Linked DNA regions of Rattus norvegicus: region 2 is linked to region 1. The links are chromatin contacts, called in public Hi-C maps. All regions are on one chromosome and are shown on one strand. The core of a region is the stretch at or near the end of the contact, and the rest is flanking DNA. Distances in the headings are between cores, read along the strand shown.

Evidence for each region. Hi-C and Micro-C count contacts between places; a contact is called where the count stands out from the background.
Region 2: a contact with region 1 is called in a Hi-C map of liver, with 2.4 times the contacts expected there. The contact joins the enhancer-like site here to the promoter of Slc39a13 in region 1. A contact is called at or near these places in 9 of 12 Hi-C or Micro-C datasets (the A7r5 cell line, the Rat2 cell line, frontal cortex and 4 more) and 1 of 1 datasets of contacts at active chromatin or transcription factors (oligodendrocytes).

Annotation. Positions count from the first base shown.
Region 1 is chr3:97,501,557-97,504,748 of GRCr8, reverse strand. Slc39a13 (solute carrier family 39 member 13) reads left to right here and starts at 1,705. Exons shown (of 10, transcript NM_001399258.1): 1 at 1,705-1,774.
Region 2 is chr3:97,541,083-97,544,274 of GRCr8, reverse strand. The region is part of intron 2 of Spi1 (Spi-1 proto-oncogene); the gene reads right to left. All of the region lies in intron 1 of LOC120101909 (a long non-coding RNA gene), which reads left to right. Among named protein-coding and RNA genes, the nearest start is that of Mybpc3, 8.4 kb to the left of the region's middle. Within about 2 kb of position 1,599, at least 4 of the 93 cell types and tissues checked have an H3K27ac peak or open chromatin away from gene starts, as enhancers often do. A contact at or near this core is called in liver, where this site is marked.

The sequences.
Region 1 (3,192 bases), core at 456-2,955:
TGACTCAGGGTTGGAGGGGGTGGGGGTATAAAAGGCTGGGGGGATATAGTTGATAGAGTGCTTGCCTGGCATGCACAATGCCCAGGGTGTCAGCACTGCATAAACTGGATGTGGGAGTGCACGCCTAGAGTTAGGAGGTCCACAAGTTCTAGGTCATCTTTTGCCAGGTAACAAGTTCTGAGACAGTCTAGCATGAGACCTCATATCAAAAATATATAAAGAAATATACCAAGAGTGGTGGCACACATATTTAATCCCAGTACTAAGGAGGTACAAGTAGGTAGATCTCTGTAGGTTCAAGGCCAGCACTATCTACAAAGCAAGTTCCAGAACAGTCAGAGCTACATAAAACCAATTTCAAAATAAATAAAACATACACACACAAATGAGGTAAGTGAGGGAGGAAGCAGCTGTGAAGTGGGAGTTCAGGCTGCTCTCAGAGCACCCAGAAGGAAAAAGGGACCATAGAGAGATTCAGTGGGAGGTGAGGACTAATGAGACACAGAATCTTTTCTTTTCTTTTCTTTTCTTTTCTTTTTTTTTTTTTTTCCGGGGCTGGGGACCGAACCCAGGGCCTTGGGCTTGCTAGGCAAGTGCTCTACCACTGGACACAGAATCTTTTACAGTCTGCCCAAGGGAGTACTCATTGGCCTCTGTTAAATGTCTTCCATGTCAGTTGCTAGCGGATTCCCAGAAAAGGATGCAAACCTCAAAAGGGGTATGTTAGGCCACATTCACACCTGTGTTCAAGCTTAGACCTGAAGTGGCTACCACATGACCTAGGTAGAGGTACATCCAAGTTGAATTCCGGCTCTGCCATTTGCGTGGCAGTCTGTCAGTCGGCCCTCACCTGAAGGATAAAATGATTTGGTGAGGTAACACTACTAAAGAGATGGTCAGTAAAAGGCTACACTACATCAGGGAACTGAATTATTATTGCCATTAATGGCTCCACTAGTCTAAGAGTTCAGGCCCAGCTTGTGTCAGGTTAAGAGAACACAAAGTCCTTTGTATCCTGGCTTGGAATTCCAGGGCACAGGGTCTAGAAATATGTATTGGGCCTCAAAGGGTTACTAAGGTCCTGGAGATAGTGGCCTGAGGTTCCAAGTAAAAAACCAAAGCATAAAAATAATTCGATGAGTAAGAATAAAATTCCCTCTTCTGAGGTACCCGGGGCCAGGCCCCTCCTTGCGGCAGGCAAGCACTTCCCCTTTCCCTAGCTCATGGAGGAGCCAGGCCCGCTGACTCAGAGGAGAACCACAGCCCTGCTCTTATCCCGAGACGGAGCGGTTTGGCAGCCACGCACGCCCCCGTGTGGCCACTGCCGGCACTGCATTCTCAGAAGGAAGGCAGCAGCCATACTCAAGTCCCGCCGCCCCGTTGATCCCGGTCCCCGCATGGGTGCCGCCCTCAACCTAGTTTAGCTTGGCTAAAAGCGATGCCCATGAGGGTACCCACTTCCGTCCTACCCTCCCCGCAGCCCCATAATCCGGCCCGAGCGGAAGTGCGCTGACCGCGCGGGTCCCCCACGGCAAGAGGCGGAAGCGCCCCCCCCGCGTCGCTCCGTCTAGCCCCCCGGAGCCGGGCGCGTCAGGTTCCGGACTGTCCCTGTGACGTGGCTGCACGCCGGGGGTAGCTCCGGACTGGGGGCCTAGTGGCGGGGCCAGGCGAGGCAGAGCCGGGGCGGGGCGCAAGACTGCAGCTGGATGGCCCGGCCCGCCCGGAGCGCTGCATCTGCTGCCGCTGCCACCTCTGCCACCTCTGCCGCTGCACGGTGAGTGGTCGCTGGACCCTCAGGCCGGCGTCCGGGGAGGGATGGACCGTGTCAATTCCCAAACCTGTCGCCACTCAGAGTTTAGGAGTCGAACTTGCCTGCTTTTTTGGCTCTTTACCTCTGTCGTCCCATACGCTGCCCCCTCAGCCCTCCCTGCTGCCCCGCTTCTTGCCTTCTCCTACCAGACATTCTAGCTCGCTTTATTAACTCTCCTTTCTCTTGCTTTTTCTTTTCTCTCCATACCCCATACCTCTCTGCTAAACCTGTGGTCCCCCTTGCCTCTGCATGACCTGCCAAGGACTTGGCCTGGCTAGGGCCTGCCTTGGTACCAATGAAACTTTGCTCTGTGTGTGTGTGTGTGTGTGTGTGTGTGTGTGTGTGTGTGTGTGTGTGTGTGATGGTGTTGGCAGTGGCAGCCAGGGGTAGGGGTGGGAGTGGGGTCACTAATTATGGCCTGAAGGTCCCAGACGTAGGCTTGTAGCCCACCAGCCAGAGGCAGATGAATTCTCTCTTCACATCCATTAGCAAATGAGGAAACTGAGGCAGGTTCAAGGTCACAGCCAGTGTAAGATGGGACAGACCACATTTTAAACTTTCCAGATTGAACTTCTTGCTTGGTTGACTCACATCCCCATCCGGAGATCCGTCTGCGGTGCACATTCCTTGTGGGAGTGCTTCAGGCCTCCCCTGGCATTCAGAGGACTTGCATTAGCTCCTCCATGCCAGCACTGCCTGCACTGTGAAGCTCACCTCTGTTCGGGAGGCAGTACCTCAGCCGCTCCCTGACAGGATGCTGACGCTCAGGCTCAAAAGGGACTACAGGAGTTACCCACAGTCAAACAGTAAGCAAGCTAGAGTATCAAATTAGTTAGCCGTAAGTCACCATAGCCTCTGGCTCTGGCATCTGTGAGGCATCTCTTCCCTTTAGCACCACCTCTGTCTCTTGGTGCCCAAGAACAAGAAGATCATTTAGGAGGAAGAGATTTGGACCATGACTCAGTTTCCCCACCTGTGTTTCTTAGTACCACCCATCAAGCTAGACAGTGCTGGCCTTAGACCCTGGGGTGTCTTCGCAGGCACAATCTGGCACACAAGCCTCTCCTGGCAGCTAGAGGCACCCAGCAGGGATGGTCCCTCCTCCTCCGGTGGCTGAAGGAGACCTGCCAGTGCCTCACCCAGTCATTAAGGAAAGTTTGGCCTCAGGCGGACACATTGACACATAGGCTGGAGCCAGCTCAGAAGGAAAAAATGTGTGGTTCTTGGGAGAAGTATGAAGGGGCAGAGGGTGCTCTGTGCACCCACCCTTGGGATTGTTTCCTCTGCAGAGCGAGCAGGAGTGTGATGCCATGGTCAGTTGAGAGCGGGAAGAACTGCTGTGCTTCCTAAGTGGGGTGTGTGGTCCAGGGAGGCAGCTCACA
Region 2 (3,192 bases), core at 350-2,849, 40 kb before region 1:
GTCCCAAGATCAAACTCAGGTTGGGGGCAGTAAGTGCCTTCGTCTACTGAGCCGTTTCACCAATCCTTGTTTTTGAGGCAGGGTCTCATCCAGGCTGTGTTTGAACTTGTGATCATCCTGACTTAGTCTTTTGAGGTTTCAGCTTACATGCCTGGCTCTAGCTTTCTTGTCCTGCTAAGTGGTGTTGGGCTGTATGAGCCTAGACATTTTTTCCCCACTGAGTCTCTGACTCCCCTCTTAAAAGGTTGTTACCAAGACCCTGTCCATGTGCCATATTGTCTGAGCGATCTCTAGGGGACCCTGTGGCACAAAAGAAAAAGTGCACACCTTGGAGCTGCAGACAAACCCGGGATGCATTTACTGCTGCATGCTCCTAGACCTCAGTTTCCTCATCTGAGTGGGTCTAATAGTTTATACCCATTTTATTTATACACTGTGAGTGCATGAGCTATCTGATGCCTGGGGGAGTACTTAGAACAGAACATGGCACAAAAGAAGAACATTGACTCCTGTCACACTCATATTTGTCCTAAAAAGCCTGAGCTAGCACATCTGTAATTCCAATAATCAGAAAATAGAGGAAAGAACATCAAAGGCAAGCTAGGCACGCTGGCACATGTCTTTAATCCCAGAACTCCAGAAGCAGAGGCAGAGAGATCTCTGTGAGTTCAAGACCACCCTTGTCAACAGCACCCTCTTCTGGACTCCTAAAGCATACATGTGAACACACACACACACACACACACACACACACACACACAGACACACACACACACACACACACACACAGAGACAGAGACAGAGAGACACAAAGACACACAGAGACACACAGAGACAGAGACAAGTAAATAATAAAAAATATGTTTTTAAAAGTTTGAGGCTGGGTTGGGGATTTAGCTCAGTGGTAGAGCGCTTGCCTAGCAAGCGCAAGGCCCTGGGTTTGGTCCCCAGCTCCAAAAAAAAAGAACCAAAAAAAAAAAAAAAGTTTGAGGCTATCTTGGGCTAGAAAGCAGATCTTATCTTAAGACAAAAACAAAAAGCCTAGGGCTGGGGCTGGGGATTTAGCTCAGTGGTAGAGCGCTTACCTAGGAAGCGCAAGGCCCTGGGTTCGGTCCCCAGCTCCGAAAAAAAGAACCAAAAAAAAAAAAAAAAAGCCTAGGGCTGTATCACAATGGTAGAAGCACTTGTCTCTCATGCACAGGGTCCTGGTTTGAGCCCCAGAACTAAAGACAAAGGTCACTAAACCAGCAAGGACAGAATGGGGCTCTGTGATTTGGATTGCAGACACAGCTTCCTCTAGGTCACTGCCATTTATCTTTCCCTGCCTCTACCTCAGCCCACTCTGGCTCCAGAGACAGGAACTGTGAATGTTTGCGGTCCTCTAGGTGAGAGCTGAGGCCTCTGACCTAACTCTTTCTGGCCCCACCCCACCTCTGCTAGCTCTGAAGCCTAAAGTAGCATTTCCCAAAGCTGTCGTGGATGACAGTAGTGTGAGGCACTGTGGGGAAATGTGGGACCCTGCTCCCTGCTCGGTCTCCTGAAGGCGATGGCCAGGACTCCCTGAGCTACAATGGTTTCAAAACCTCACCTTTCCCCTTGATTTGGGTGCCCAGGCAATTACGTAACCAGCAGTCTGGTAGGCACACTCATCCCAAATATGGGGCTCCCAGAAAGAGCGTCCAAGAAATGATTCAGAGAGCAAAGGTCAGCCTTTCTGGCCTCCTGATCCTTATTTCTCCTGTCTTACTCTATAATCCAGGCTGGCCCAGAACCTATGGGTCATGTAGCCTAGGATAGCCTTTAGTTCATGGTGATTCTCTTGCTTCATTACAGAACCATCATGCTTGACTCTAGACAGCTCTCTTTTCTTTTCCTTTTTGTTCTGACATCGTCTTCCTTCCTTTCTTCCTCCCTCTATCTCTCTCTCCCTCTCTCCCTCCCCCTCCCTCCCCCTCCGTCCCCCCTTCCTCCTCTCTCTTCCCTCCCTCCCTCCCCTCTCTCTCCTGAGACAGGGTCTCATATAGCACAGGCTAGCCTTAGACTTGCTGTGTAGCAGAGCATGATCTTGAAGTCTTGATCCCCCTGTGTCCGCATCCCAAGTACCAGGATAACAGGCATGTGCCGTTGTACCCGGCTTGGCCAACTCTTAGTGAACGCAGCGCTTAACTGTTTTGTCCCTTTATTGTGCCACCTTGCCCTCTGCCTAGCGTCCACCCACATAGCATTAGTATAACTCTCAGTCCTTCAGAGGTTATTTGTATATCTGTGACAGTTCCATGTCCACTTTCTATATCCTGTAGGCATCCACCATGCAGAAGGCCTCAGTGCTTGACAGGATGACTGCTGCTAACTTACAACCTACCAGGCAACTCGCTAAGAATGCAGCCCACTTCTCTCTGCTCTGAGGAGACAGACGCTGGCGTGGACTCTTCCTTTTGACAGTGAAGGAAGCTGTGACTCTAACCAAGCACTTGGGAGGCAGAGGCAGGAGGATCTCTGCGGGTTTGAGGCCAGTTTGGTCTACATAGCAAGTTCCAGGGATGCATAGAGAGAGAACCTATCTCAAAATTTAAAAACAAAAGTCCAGTCCTTTGTCTACAGCGGCCCCCAGTCGTGTAGTGTCATGTCCAAGCCCACTTCTGTGTAATTCCAGGGACCTTTATTGTGCTTTAACTCTTACTATGCCATGCCAGCTCTCAGGATCTAGGCTACTGCTGTTAAGTAATGTAAGCTTTAAGTAAGACCTATGGTGACCCTGAGAGCCTCTCCTGATGCTCCCGTCCATCTGTCTGTACACACCCATCCATCCAACCATTATCCACCTATCTAGCTACCCATCACCTAACCTCCGTTTACCTATCAGTCATTTGTAACTCACTCAGCCACCCAGCCAAATAAGAGCCCATCTGTGACATGGTCTTAATAGGTTGGTCTCATGTGCTGAGATCACAAGTGGAAAACACTACAACTGCCAATCCTTTTGTCTTGATCTTTTTTTGTTCCCACCCACTCATCTGTGTTCTTACTTCGTTGTAAGAAGGACAAGAAACAAGGCGATATTAAGATTAAAAACACCAAGCCTTAAGAGTCACTCAGCTGACCTTATCTCCTCAGCACAGAAAACCCAGCTGAAGGCCAGGGCTATCCTCAGTAGAGCCAGAGTATTCTCAAATCAGAAGATCAGGGGCTGCA